Linked DNA regions of Arachis hypogaea: region 2 is linked to region 1. The links are chromatin contacts, called in public Hi-C maps. All regions are on one chromosome and are shown on one strand. The core of a region is the stretch at or near the end of the contact, and the rest is flanking DNA. Distances in the headings are between cores, read along the strand shown.

Region 1 (7,047 bases), core at 31-2,530:
AGCATATGAGATAATTCTACTAAGCACAAACAAAATAGCTGCAATGCATATTTATTTATTTATCCCAACAATAAGTTTAAATAGAAACTAAGAATCGAACCGAGTGGAGGAACACGTACTCAAGGAGCTTGTTGCAGGTACTGACACTAATTGTGGCTGCAAGATGCCATGCAGCGTGAATGTATGGATTTTTATGAAATAAATCATCCGCTACTAAGAGCATTCTATCCACCAATGACATCTTATGCACCATAGGGGCCATCCTCAAATCTGGATCAACATTTTGGTTTTCCTCGTCAAGAAGACATGCTTAAATATAATTTTTAGCTTACTTTTAAAACAACTAAAACGGTTATTTTGTCAACCTTATCATCTAAATACCACAACAATTATAGCATTAAGAGTTTGCATTAGAAGTTGATCTAAAAAGTGGTCAACTCATAGAAAGCAACACCACATCAGGGAACAAAGAAAAAATGGAAAATTTAAAAAACATGGAGAACGTATGTAGATAGCGCCACTATTGCAAAAATACGGTGAATGCATTATTGATGGTTTAGAATTATATCCCGAATAATTCTGCCAAAATAAAGTAGACTATTAATAAATTAGAGACATGAAAAACAACTGTAATCACAATCCAACACTATGATCAAGAGACAGGAATAGAAAATAGTAACCTTTTCCAACATAGAGAACCCAGATGAAGACGACAGCGGAGATGGCACGGAGAAAAAGCATTCCCCGAGCTTCCTGAAGTGGTCAAAACAGTTCAAAATTAAAAATCGAAAGCATAATGTGATACGTAAATTCTAAAATACACTTGGTGTGAAGATGAAACACTTAACTCTTTAGGGTTTTCTCTCCGGCGGTGACCACGGGGAATAGCAGACGGTTACTCTGTTTCGTGTCTCCCTCTCTACTTTTCTTCTTCCATTTTTTTCCTCTCCCCTCTTTCCAATAAATTTCTTCTTCGGTGGCAATTGCTCTACCTCAAATGGCTAAGAGAGTGTGTGAGTGAATGGTTTGAATTCAAAAAACAAAATATTTTAAGGATGGGCGCGTTTTTTTAGAAAATTGTTATGACCGCTGACACAAATGGACACAGCAGATAAGGAATTTGAGATAAAAACAAAATAATTGTTGTTGCCCAGGATCGAACTGGGGACCTTTAGTGTGTAAGACTAACGTGATAACCACTACACCACAGCAACCTGCATGTCTCCGGGTTTAATAAAACATATATAATAAAGTAATTATCACGTCATAAAAAAAATTCAAGGCCACAAAAATAATCGAAAAATCAGCGAAGGAAAATCCATCAGCCGAAACAAAAACAGAAAAAGAAAAATAGAAGAAAGAAGGAGAGAAAGAAAAGAAACCAACCTGGCTGTTCCATTAGGAAATCTATACGTGCTAGAGCCCTAGAAATTCTAGGGTTCCTTGCATTTTATCGAAAAAGTTTTTTGCATTTGTTAATTTACTCTGTTCAGGGGGTTCAATTGTTTGATTTATTTCATTATTCTCCAGTTTTTTTTTTGTGATTTTGAAAAGAAAATTAAAAAAATAAAAGGGAAAATGGTGAGGGTTCTGAGGAGCTGCATTCAATCGATATTGAAGATGGTCAACTCGTTTATTGGAATGGCTGGAATAGCCATGATTCTCTATTCTGCGTGGATGATCAGGATTTGGCAGAGGGAGATGGGTGAGCTTCCATTTGGTTCGGATTCTAAATATCCACCTCCCTGGTAAATTATAAAATTCCCTTTAAATTTAGATTTTGATTGTCCATTGAAGATAAAATTGTTGGGAAGGGGGCACAGAGGGAAGGAGAGATTGGTTAATGTGATGTTAGTGGATGCTAATTACTTTTATTATTGATTTGTTGGATGGAAGATGAAATTTTTGGAAATCAAGGAATTAAATAGGGTAGGGGAATTGCTTATTATTGGGGATTTTTGTTTTGCATGGGAGAGAAGGCTGTTGAATTCCTAGTAGTTTGGAAATTAAGGGATTTGGTGATTAAAGAGTTTTACATGCAAGCAGGATTTTTTGAGCAGGGATGCTGCATTTTGGAACCTAAAATTTGCATTATTTGATTCCTTGTCTGAACACACGGAGTTTTTTTTATGTTGATTATTTTATTTTATTTTATTTTATTTTGTTTTGTTTTATTTTTTGGTGTTGATTGTTTGTTGGTGATCAAATTGCTTGGTTTTTTTTTTTCCGAACACAATCAGGTTCATTTACACATTTCTTTTCCTTGGAGTTGTGTTCTGTATGATCACCTGTACTGGTCATGTTGCTGCTGAAACTGCCAATGGCTGTTGCTTGTATATGGTATCCTTTTCTTGACTATTGTTAATAATTTCGGTTCATGATGAATGCATATTCATGTTTGCATCAGACACAGCATGAGGTTATAGAAGACAAGGCAGAACCATAGTTACATGCAACGCAATATATTCTGGTATGGGAACGGGTATGCAGTATGTGGAACGCCATATGTAAAATATTTTATGTGGAAAATATACATATGACGTTCCAATACGTAGATGAATTGGTACCCGGTACGCTACCTAATTAGTGAATTCATGTAACTATGGGCAGAACTAAGAAAATTTTAAGGTACTTGAATTCCCAAATCCAATTCATGTTTTCTATTGAAAAGAGTCTTATTTATTTATTGTATGGATAATGGATCATTCATGATCTATATAAAAGGTACTTATCCTAAAGTTAAAAATGTTTTCTATTTTCAGAATTTTATAAAGGAAAAAGGTGAATACAGGACATGAAAATAAAAGAAAAGATTTTGTTATAATCACTGTTCTCACTTTTTTCTTCCCAATATTTAGAAAACAAAAACATTGAGAGTGAAAGCGCACTAAAAGATTTCTTTCTCTCCCCCCTTGAATTGACCTTTCAAACAGCCCTAGACAGCAGCAAGCTAGTAATATTGTGTTTAATTTTAGAAGTATTTCATATTATGATATCATTATGTCATTAAAGCACTGTTGACCTTGACTGCTTACAGTATATGGTGTTCATGGTTATCCTTATAATGCTGGAAGCTTCATTAGCAGTTGATGTGTTTTTACACTCAGACTGGGAGAAGGTATGTATACATGGAAACACTTCGATAATTCAATACACATGTAGTTCTTTCTCGAAGTAACAAATTCAATGGGTTAAGTTATGGTCTGAACCATTTTAACTTGGCAATTGAAATCAGGACTTTCCAATCGACCCCACAGGCAACTTTGATCAGTTCCAGAAATTCGTAAAATCAAACTTTGAGATGTGCAAATGGGTTGGTCTGTCACTTGTTGCTCTGCAGGTAAATTTCCCTCCGTGTGTGTGCGTGTGCGTGCAACGACAACAATTTAAGATGCATTTACCGATGTTTCCTATTTATAAATGTTTGAAAAAGTGCTTTATTCTTTCTTAGAAACATGAATTCAACTTGCTTGTTGAGTTATTTCTTCCTGACAGCAAAACCTGGATACCTATTTTATTTTTAAATGGATCTTTAGGTATCTTCTTTTTTTTTCGTTTTTTAAGATCCTTCAATGGTACCTGATCAGCTGATGGATACTTTTTTCAGTTTTTTGTTGTTCTTGTGCACATTTTTCTGCTGCTAAGTACTAACCTTTTGTTTAAAAAAAAAAAAAAGAGAAAGAAATAAAGCTGATGGTGAAGTAGTGTTCTATTTTGAATCGGTGAATTTTGGTTGATGGATGGCTGCTGTGCCCTTTACTAGCAGGGCCTCTCTTTGCTAATATCAATGATTCTCAAAGGTCTTGGGCCACATCAATCCTATGACAGTGATGATGAGTATGGCCCTGACAGGGTGCCGCTCTTGAAGAATGCTCCGCCTTATGCTAAAAATGAAGCATGGCTTAGGATTAATGACAAGGTAAAACTATTAGAATGCTTTGTCACAGATACCGCTTTACATGTCAGATATATTAATTGAAACTGTAGAGAAAAATCTAATTGAATCCTGAAATAAGCATAACTTGAATAATATTTTAGTATAAAACATCTAAATAGATATAAGATTTGGAAGAATGTGATCGTAGTTTGTCTCATTTGAAGGTAAATAAAATAATCCAACTATAAGAAAAAGTTTAATTTTGATGTATTGGCAGTGTAAAATATTTTATACCGTCGTCTAATTACATTCGTTCTTTTAGATAATCATTCGCCTAAGCAATGTAAAACGTAGTTATTTTTGCTGATGTGGCATTGTGTAATTAGATGTACATATAAAACTGTTTTACACTGATGATACATCAAAATTAAATTCATATATATGTGTGTTAGCATCCTCTATACTTGGGGTTTCAAGATGCTGCTCAGAGCACAAACTTTTGGTGCTGATGTTGTTGTCCATTTTTCATAACTACAATAGAACATTATCTTTTCAGTTCTCGGATACATTAACAGATATCCTGCTTGGTTTTATTTTGTTACTATATATCAGTTATCCCACTCCTACAGTAGGATTAAAGGGGTTTGAAGCTCTACTCGTTATTAAGAAAGTTATCATGCTAAACCTTAATTGTTTTTTTTTTTTTCCGGCTTAACTCTCTATCATTGACAATCCCGCCGTTATCTCTTATTCAGGCAAATAGGTGATCTTTTGCTCCGACATTTTGAGCCATGGAAAGAAATAGGGATGGTCGTTGTTTTAAAATCGAAGTTGACATAGTTAAGAATCTGTCAGCTGGAGACGGATTAGCAATTTTACATGATAGTGATGCAAGATTCTATCAGAAGAAAAATTGATGGCGATGGGAGGAAACAAGTGCTTGCTGACTCTAGCATTTGATACAACAACGCCATGATAGTTATGAGACGATATGTTCGTTCTGTATGACTAATGCTTTTAGAATGTATATGTAATCCAGTCCCTTTTTAATCCCCCCCCCCCCCCTTTTTTTTCTTTTTTTTCCCCATGTATTATGCATATTCTGTTTAAAGTGTCTGTGAAGAAGTTGGACTGGATCAGCAGATATAAATATAATTTTATTTTTCCCTACTTAGAGCATCAGTGAAGCATGCCATGAATCTAAGTTACACCCTAACCTAGAATATCTTTAATCAAGCATCATGAATATGTACCCTAAACTAAATATATTTGCCAAAAAAAAGTATAATTTTTGTTCTGTAATGTCAGTCAATTTTTTTTTCGAATTTAATCTTTATATATATTATTAGGGAATCACCATGTGAGTAGCCCCTTCTGAAATATGCATATCTAGAGTAGCACGTGCTGAAGCTTCAGTGAGAACTAGCACTGAAACTACTATAAGTTTTTCCTCCTAAAAAGAGTTGGCAAAATTATAAGTTGTGGAAGTTTTAGGTCATACCACCTAGTGACTGTTAGTAGATCAATTTTGAAGAAAAATTTGCCCCTACCATGTGGTTTAGTTTGGACAACTCGTGAAGTCTTTTGTTTCCTCATGCAATAACACATGTAGAGGTGTAGAGAAAGAAGAAACAAAACAAAACACTAGTACTCTACTAGGTGAAGCTATAGCACTACCATTTACTAAAGGCTTTTTTCCTCTCCTTTCTCATATAACATTTCTGAACCACTGTTTCTTTAGTTCAGGTACTACATGATTTTATACTACTGAAAAGATTTATTCATCTGCCTATAATATAGTGTGAAAATTTTGAGGATAAAAAATATGGTAAATTAATTTTATTTATTTCAAGCTATATTTTTTTTTCAAAACAGAGGAACAAGACGCATAGAGTATTATTAACAGGTTATAAAATTTACAACACACGGAAATAAGAAAGACTACACGTATAATTCCAGCAGCAGCAGCATTAAGTGTCTTTGTATCCTTCCTATCATGATGGACACAAAATATACTAATTCAGTGTCTCTAGACACATTGTCTCTGTCTATGTCTCTTCTGCCAAACACAATTTTGTGTCTCAGTGTCCCTGTCTCAGTGTCCTGTCTCTATAAACAAACGCAACTATGATAAAGAAAGGTAAAGTTGTGAGAGAATGAGAGTCCGAGAGCGTGTGAGGAAGGAAAACACAGGGGGGGAAAAGATCCTAGGGTTTGGAATCATGCAGAGTATCTGCGTTTGGAGCTTGATTCGTTCTCAGTCTTCGTTGATAATTTGTCGAAAGACATATCAAAAAGAGAACTCTTTCATCTGTTTAAGTGGACAGGAAGAATCATTGATATATACTTGTCGCGGAAGAACAAAAATGGTCAGATCTATCTCTTTGCGTTTGTGAGGCACACTACTAAAGGAGGTGCGTTGAAAGCTGCTGCAGATATGAATGGTATGATGTTGAGAGGTAACAGAGTATTTGTTGGAGAAGCGAAGTACAGAAGGGGAGCGGCGAGCCAGAATGCAAGGGGCAAAGAAGCAAAGGACAACACCAGGGAGATTGATAAAGGATGCAACCCACTGAACAGAAGTGTGAAGGCAGCAGAAGAGAAATTGGTAAGGCAGCAGCATGATGGGAACATCAAAGATCCAAATAAAAATGAATGCACAAAGAAGGTAGAAATCCATATAGTCAATGAGAATGTCGTCTGGCTACAAAGGAGCATCGTGGGAGATACGAAGCTGGCGATCAATTTTAATGTACTGCAGCAAAAGATTCATAATGTATTGCCAGGTGTAACACACGTAAGGGAGTTGGGAGCATATAAAGGAATGATAACGTTCGACTCTGTGCTCAGTGCTGAAGAAGCATACACCTTTAGAATGAACGTTTTATTAAAAATGTTTTATCGGGTATGGAGATGGGATGAAACGGAGAGAAGCGAGTCTAGAAGAGTTTGGTTGGAGTGCTTTGGAGTTCCATTACATGCATGGTCAACGGACACTTTTCGCAGAATTGGAGAACAATGGGGTGATGTGGTGAAGTACGATAAACTGACAGAATCATGTAATTCATTTAGTGTGGGCCGAGTACTGATTGATACGAGTATTTTTTTATCTGATTAGCGAATAGATACACATTACAATAGGAGGAAGTGGTTTTGACGTCCTTGTAAGA
Region 2 (6,786 bases), core at 4,255-6,754, 300 kb before region 1:
CCAATTTCTGAACAAAGAATTTTGTGAGCCATATCCCACCCTCTAACCATTTGAAAACAAACCACCCCCTAATGATCAACCCATCCCTCCACACCCTCTTCCGATCTCTCAATCTTCTAATGCCAACAACCAACAATACTTCCAGGAGAACTGGATGGACACCGCTTCTAGTATGGACATACAAACTTCAGTTATTTCGATTACTGAAAAAGATGATATTGACATGGAAACTCAACCGAAATCTAAACCACTAGATTTTAGTTTGGTGGAATCTGAAATATTGGTTAATGCCATGATTCAGGTGGAGAAGCATATAGCAGAAAAGAATGAAGAGGAGGTTCAAATCCAATATGAAAAAATAATCGTGAAGAATCCCTACTGCAGGGAGATAAAATGCAATTGGTGTGAAAGGCCTCCTTAGCCAACTCCTGGGGTTCGTATTTTCCTTCCTTCCTTTCTTTTACTATGATTATCATGGCTTGGAATATAAGAGGGGTCGTGAACAAAGCTACAGTTCACACCCTTAAGAATCTTGTTAATCAGAACAGACCTAGTATAGTCATGCTACTTGAACCTAAGTGCAGTGGAGATACTGCTAGTAAGGCTATTCGAGAAATGGGTTTCTTTTTCTCTATTAGAGAAGAAGCTGTGGGATTTTCAGGTGGAATTTAGATTCTTTGAAACAATAATAATCTAGGAATTCAATGCATTACCTCCCATAGGCAGTTTATCCATCTGAGAATCAGAGATAAAAGAAATAGGACTTGGCTCCTAACTACTGTCTATGCAAGCCTATAGGAAGGAAATCGAAAAATTTTGTGGGATGAACTTGTGGGGATTTTTATTAGTAACAAGGAGCCATGGATGCTGATAGGAGATTATAATGATATAGCAGATGAAGGGGAAAAGAAAGAGGGAGCTAGGGTAGACCTCCATGCTTGTCGCAGGTTCAAATGCTGGATTGAAATATGCAAATTAATAGACCTGGGATACACAGGGTCGAAATTTACATGGGTTGGAGACATAAGAGACAGTATGGATCGAGTATTTAAGAGATTAGATAAGGCCTATTCACACGTTGAGTGGCGTATCATGTTCCCTGAGGCCAAAATCTAGGTGCTTCCGCAAGTTTAGTCTGACCACCATCCTCTGCTGACAGTGCTTGACCCGGATCGTGTTGATAGGGGAGAGAAGCTCTTCCATTTCGAAAGAGTTGTGACTGAGTTTTGGAATGCACAGCTATCTTTTTCGCGTGCCCTGTCAAAATTCGGATGATTTGAGAAAATGGAATAGAGAGATTTTTGGCCAAATGTTCAAAAGAAAGGGGAGAATTTTAAATAGGTTGGCTGGAATACAGAAGGCTCCATCTTACGGACAAAACTCTTTTTTGGAAAGACTCGAAAAGGAACTAAAAAAAGAGTTTCAAGAAATTCTCGAGCAAGAAGAAATTTTTTGGCTTCAAAAATCTAGGCAAAGGTGGATTGTGGAAGGTGATCAAAACGCTAAATTTTACCATACTAAAACGGTTATCAGAAGGAGGAAGAATAAAATCATCAAATTGAGAGATGAAGGAGGAGCTTGGTGTGAAGATCAGGAAGAGCTGAAGAATAAAGCTTTGCATTTCTTTAAAAAGCTTTATCAGAAAGAAAATACTTCAAGGCCCTATCCCCAAACTTTGTTTACTTTCCCTGACATGACAAGCCAATAGAGAATTGATCTATCCAAGATGTCGATAAATGAGGAGATAAAAGCTGCTATCTTTAACATCGGTTCCCTTAAAGCGCCCGAAGAAGATGGGTACCATGCTGTCTTTTATAATGAAAACTGGGAGACCATTGGAACATCCCTTTGCCAATTCATCAAAGAAGCTTGAAAAAATTCGTCACTTATACAACATATGAACTAGACGCTTATAGCTCTCATTCCCAAAACTAACCAACCTGAGTTTATAACCCAGTTTAGACCGATCGTCTTATGTAATGTTATTTACAAATGTCTCACAAAGTTGCTGGTTGAGAAAATATAACTCCAAACCAGACCAGTTTTGTCCCTTGACGAATCATCCATGAAAACATCATAATAGCAAAGGAGATGGTGCATGATATGAAGAAGATGAAAGGGAAGAGTCAATTTATGTCTATTAAAATTGATTTTGAGAAAGCTTATGACCGGCTAAATTGGCATTTTTTGGAAGATGTGTTGAAAGAATATGGACTACCTGAATCTATTATTACCATCATCATAGACTGAATCTCCTCGATTTCTTATAAATTAATTTGGAATGGGGTCAAAATTGAAGCTTTTCATCCAGGAAGAGGTTCTCATATGATTAAGGAGAAAGTGATGAATGGAGAATGGGTTCCAATGAAAGCTGGGAGGAATGGACCTCCTATCTCTCACCTCCTTTTTGCCGATGACATTCTTCTTTTTGCCAAAGCTTCGGAGGAGCAAATGAGAACAGTGTTGGATGCTCTTCATCAATTTAGTGAGGCCTCAATATTGAAGGTTAGTGTGTTTAAAACATCTATTTATTTTTCCAAAAGTGTGCAAAGAGGAGAAAGGGCATATATTTGTGAGATTAGTGGATATAAGGAGGTCCCTTACTTGGGATGTTATCTGAGTTCCATGATAACGAATGAAAGAAAAATCAAGAAAAATTACAAGACAACACTTGAAAAAGCTAAGGGAAAGATGAGGGGATGGAAAGCACATTGCTTATCCTTTGTAGGTAGAATAACTTTGGCTAAGTCTGTGATAAGCGCAGCTATCAACTATAAGATGATGCATGAAAAAGTCCCTAAGGGCATATGTTATGAAGTGGAAAAAATGCAAAAGCAGTTAATATGGGGCGATAGTGAAGAAGGACGAAAGTTTCACGCTATTGGCTGGAAACACATGTGCAAGCATTTGAATTTGAGAGGATTGGGTTTTCGAAACCTAAGCCTGTTGAATGATGCTTTTCTCATGAAATCGACAAATTGTTATGGAAGATAATCATAGAACCGAAAGCTCTTTAGGCAAGAGTCCTGTACAGTAAATATGGGAGACAAAAAAACGTATGTGTTAAGTTTCCTATTACAAGCTCAGATTTGCGATATTGGAATAACCTTGCAAAGGTAATTGGGAGGAAACTCTGAGAAATATATCCTGCTCCATTAGATATCGGGAGAGAGTTAACTTTTGGCTAGACAAATGGATGAAACAGGAGAAACGTTGGTTAATTTGTTAATGTTCCTACAGAGAATTCAAAGCGAAGGACCTTGTTAGAAATAACAGGGAATGGGATCTGGAGCTCATAAACAAGTACCTTCCCACTCATATAATAAACAAAATTCGAGCCTACCACCCTCCAAGGGAAGATCTGGGCCTGAATAGATACTTTTAGAGCCTCACCAATGATGGAAGCTTTAGCGTGGCAAGCGCTTACAAGAACATTACGCAACATGGGAAAGAACAAGACCAAATTTGGAACATTGTGTGGAAGTGAAAAGGGCCGCAAAGAGTTAAAACTTTCAATTGGCTTGCTATCCACAACAAGTTGTTAACCTCTAGTAGAAGAGCTTGATTCATGGGATCATATCCGAACTACCACAAATGCGAGGGACAACTTGAAAACAACTACATATCCTAAGGGATTGTCTACTTAAGACATCCTGTATTTGGTCAGTCATGATCAATCATTCTCATCTAAACTCCATCTTTAGAGCTCCCTTTGATGTCTGGTTTCGCTAAAACCTTACAGTAGAAATCGGAGAACCAAACCACAATGACTGAAAATCCCTTTGTTTAGTAACTTATTGGTGGCTATGAAAATGGCAAAACAGAAAGGTATTCTCCCCACCTTTCCAAAGACAATCGAAGGCACACAAATTCATATTCGATTATGTCAAGGGCATAAAACAAGCCTTTGATAAGGAAAGTCTTGTCAAACCTACGCCCAGGAGAAGAGAGACACACATAGCAATGACAACCCCACCTAACGGGTGGATCAAGTTTAATCCGAAAGGAGCTTCTATAGGAAACCCAAGCATAGCCGGATGTGATGAAGTCATTAGAAATGACCAAGGCATGTGGGTGGCTGGTTTTATGACTAATATATGAGTGTGCATTGCATACCAGTCGGAACTTTGAGGAGTTTTACATGGCATAAACATTGCTTGGGACTTAAGGTTTAAAAAAGTGATGGTAGAAATAGACTCAAAGGCAGTAACAGTGATGCTCAATGCTAGAGAGAAAAGCAAATATCACCATGACCCTTTAATTCGGAGAATTGCTCAATGTATAGATCAAAATTGGATGGTAGTATTGAAACACAACTTCAGAGAAAGCAATCAACTGGCGGACTAGCTTGCGAAAGAGAAAGAGAATATAAGCATGCATCCAAATTTTCTTTTTCTAGATCAACCCCCTAAGGTGTTAAACAAATCTTAGCTGATGATTTAAGAGGAGTATTGTTACCCCGAATGACCTCTTCTCTGTAATCTCTTCTTGGGCTTTAGCCCCGTTTTTTTAACAAAAAAAAAAAATAATTATATTCGGAGGTTTATCATCCAACTCCTCTTCTGAACTTAGTTGTAGAAACTTTATAATTTTCGAAGTTCGAATATTGATCACAGCAACGACAAAGGAGGAAAATATCTTTCAGTATAAAATATAGGTCAATATAGACTCATTTCAACAAAGAGCCAAGAAACCATTGAAGGACACATCTAATGACAAATCCACCTAATATAACATAGCACATGGCACACCTAACCAAATGGTATGGATTTATGTTTATTTATTCAAACTATCAAGATTTGAAACCAAAACCTCTATGGATAATTTTAACGATATTAAGAATAACTCTAATAGAATGGTTTTAAGGTTTTAAAATTTACGTGTGTATAAAGCAAAATGGTTTTAATAATTCTTTGATTGAGACAATTAATAAAATAAAACTTGTTTCATTTTAGAAAGACATTTTTACTTTGGTAAAAATCTATTAAATTTTTAAAAATATTATATGCTCACAAAAAATAAGTCACCGTCTATGTTAAGTTTAAAAAATAATAATATTAGTTTGATTTTTTTTTTTTAGTTTACCCAAACAGTATCCCCAACTCGACACGTTAAGAACTAATCCGTTGCGGATCTGAGCTTCAATTAAGGGTCTGCCGCTGGCCAATGGGTTGCTGCATGCACAAGGTGAAATTTGAACTCCCGACACTTGTTTAAGCGGATAAGTGAGCTGACCACTCGACCAACCCAAATTGGTTATAATATTAGTTTGATGATGACAAATATATAAGTGTTTGGGTTTTTTTTTTTTGGTCGATAAGTGTTTGGGTTTAAAAGTTCAAATGGTATTTGATGAATGTTATTTATGTAGATCCAAATAAGAAAAGTTGCTCAGTACAAAAAAAACATTGATCAGTTTTGGACAAAATTAAATGGGCATTGCAGCTATAAGTTGGACAGGAATAACAAAAGTATTCTGCATTTTAGTCCATCATTTCATATTCGAGTATAGCCCATAGCAAGAAGAAAAAGTGTGTTTATTTCATCTTTGGCACCAAATCATTTACATCAAAGTATGATGGAGGAAAATTAACAAAACTTGGAGCCAAAAAAAAAAAAAATTAAATGGTGCAGTTTTGGTTTGTACAACCAAGGACAACTTGCTACCCACAAAAGAAAGAAAAAGAAACAACAAAGACAGCACATTCCTGCCCATGATCTTCTGTCACTGTAACATTGTTTCTCTGTCATTTTGCACCTCCACTAATCTTATGTTGTATTCATTTTTTGAAGGAGAATACAATCATGTTTTAGCCCTTGATGCTCAACAATTGTCACCAAGAACAACTTCAAGTTTTAGAAGCAATGCACTTATATAAAAGGAGCATTCAATCAAGAATTAAAGGTAAGGAGTAAGAGCACTAAATCTGATTTTTTTTTTATAGCATTCTTGTTATATTTATCTTCTCCTGTATGTTGTTCATTGAATATGTTATTTTTTAGTTTAGTTTTTTTTGTTTTAATGATAAAGACAAATATGTGAGGCATTAGTAAAGTTATTGAGAGAAAAGACAAAGAGAGATATACTTGTAAAAAAAGTCATTGAATGTATCAAATCTTTTTTATGTATTTTCTGTTTTTTGTCATGAACTTGCCAGGTTCTCTTTACTAAGTTTGGAAAGTACTTAGTATTAAAATCTAAATTAGGTAGCTTAATGGTTACAAATTTAGTAAGAAACTTATGTGTTCTTTGATAGGATTAGAAATAATCCTAAGAAATTAATGTATGTAATTCTAAAAACTATAATAAAAATTCTATCATTGTTATAGTAAAAACTAGATGTAGATCACATTATATTAAGTGGCTAAATTAGGATATACATGGTACAAGTTTTTTTTTTCTGTTCTATTTTTTATTCTATTTTTATGAGATAAAAATAAAAAATTTCCTACATAATTATTTTAACAGACACTATAACATTTAAGATTCAATCTGTTTTAGTTACTAAATTAAAAAGTTGTCTTAGATTCAATCCTTTTTTTCTAAGTTATTAATAATTTTTAATGTATTTATGTATAAATACATATAATTTATTTTTAATATATATTTATATTTTAATATATATTTTATATAAATAATTAATTTGATAGTTAATCTTTTATGTATATTTAATATAATTGTAAATTTTATCATTTTATATAAAATTTAAAATAAATTTAAACTAAATATTAAAACAATAAATTTTATATTTAATTTTAAATTATTATTTATCATATGTGATTTTA

The links. Hi-C and Micro-C count contacts between places; a contact is called where the count stands out from the background.
Region 2: a contact with region 1 is called in a Hi-C map of an unstated tissue, with 3 times the contacts expected there. The contact joins the enhancer-like site here to the promoter of LOC112789779 in region 1. A contact is called at or near these places in 3 of 8 Hi-C or Micro-C datasets (leaf and an unstated tissue).

What each region holds. Positions count from the first base shown.
Region 1 is chr3:20,637,208-20,644,254 of arahy.Tifrunner.gnm2.J5K5, reverse strand. LOC112789779 (tetraspanin-19) reads left to right here and starts at 1,280. Exons shown (of 6, transcript XM_025831821.3): 1 at 1,280-1,748; 2 at 2,241-2,340; 3 at 3,038-3,118; 4 at 3,236-3,340; 5 at 3,767-3,919; 6 at 4,633-5,047. The coding sequence starts at 1,579. The coding sequence ends at 4,644. TRNAV-UAC (transfer RNA valine (anticodon UAC)) reads right to left here and starts at 1,214; the gene lies at 1,142-1,214. LOC112789780 (a long non-coding RNA gene) reads right to left here and starts at 1,023. Exons shown (of 4, transcript XR_003196399.3): 1 at 849-1,023; 2 at 681-753; 3 at 120-270.
Region 2 is chr3:20,943,364-20,950,149 of arahy.Tifrunner.gnm2.J5K5, reverse strand. No RefSeq gene overlaps it. Among protein-coding and RNA genes, the nearest start is that of LOC112789787, 14 kb to the left of the region's middle. Within about 2 kb of position 5,504, at least 3 of the 3 cell types and tissues checked have open chromatin away from gene starts, as enhancers often do.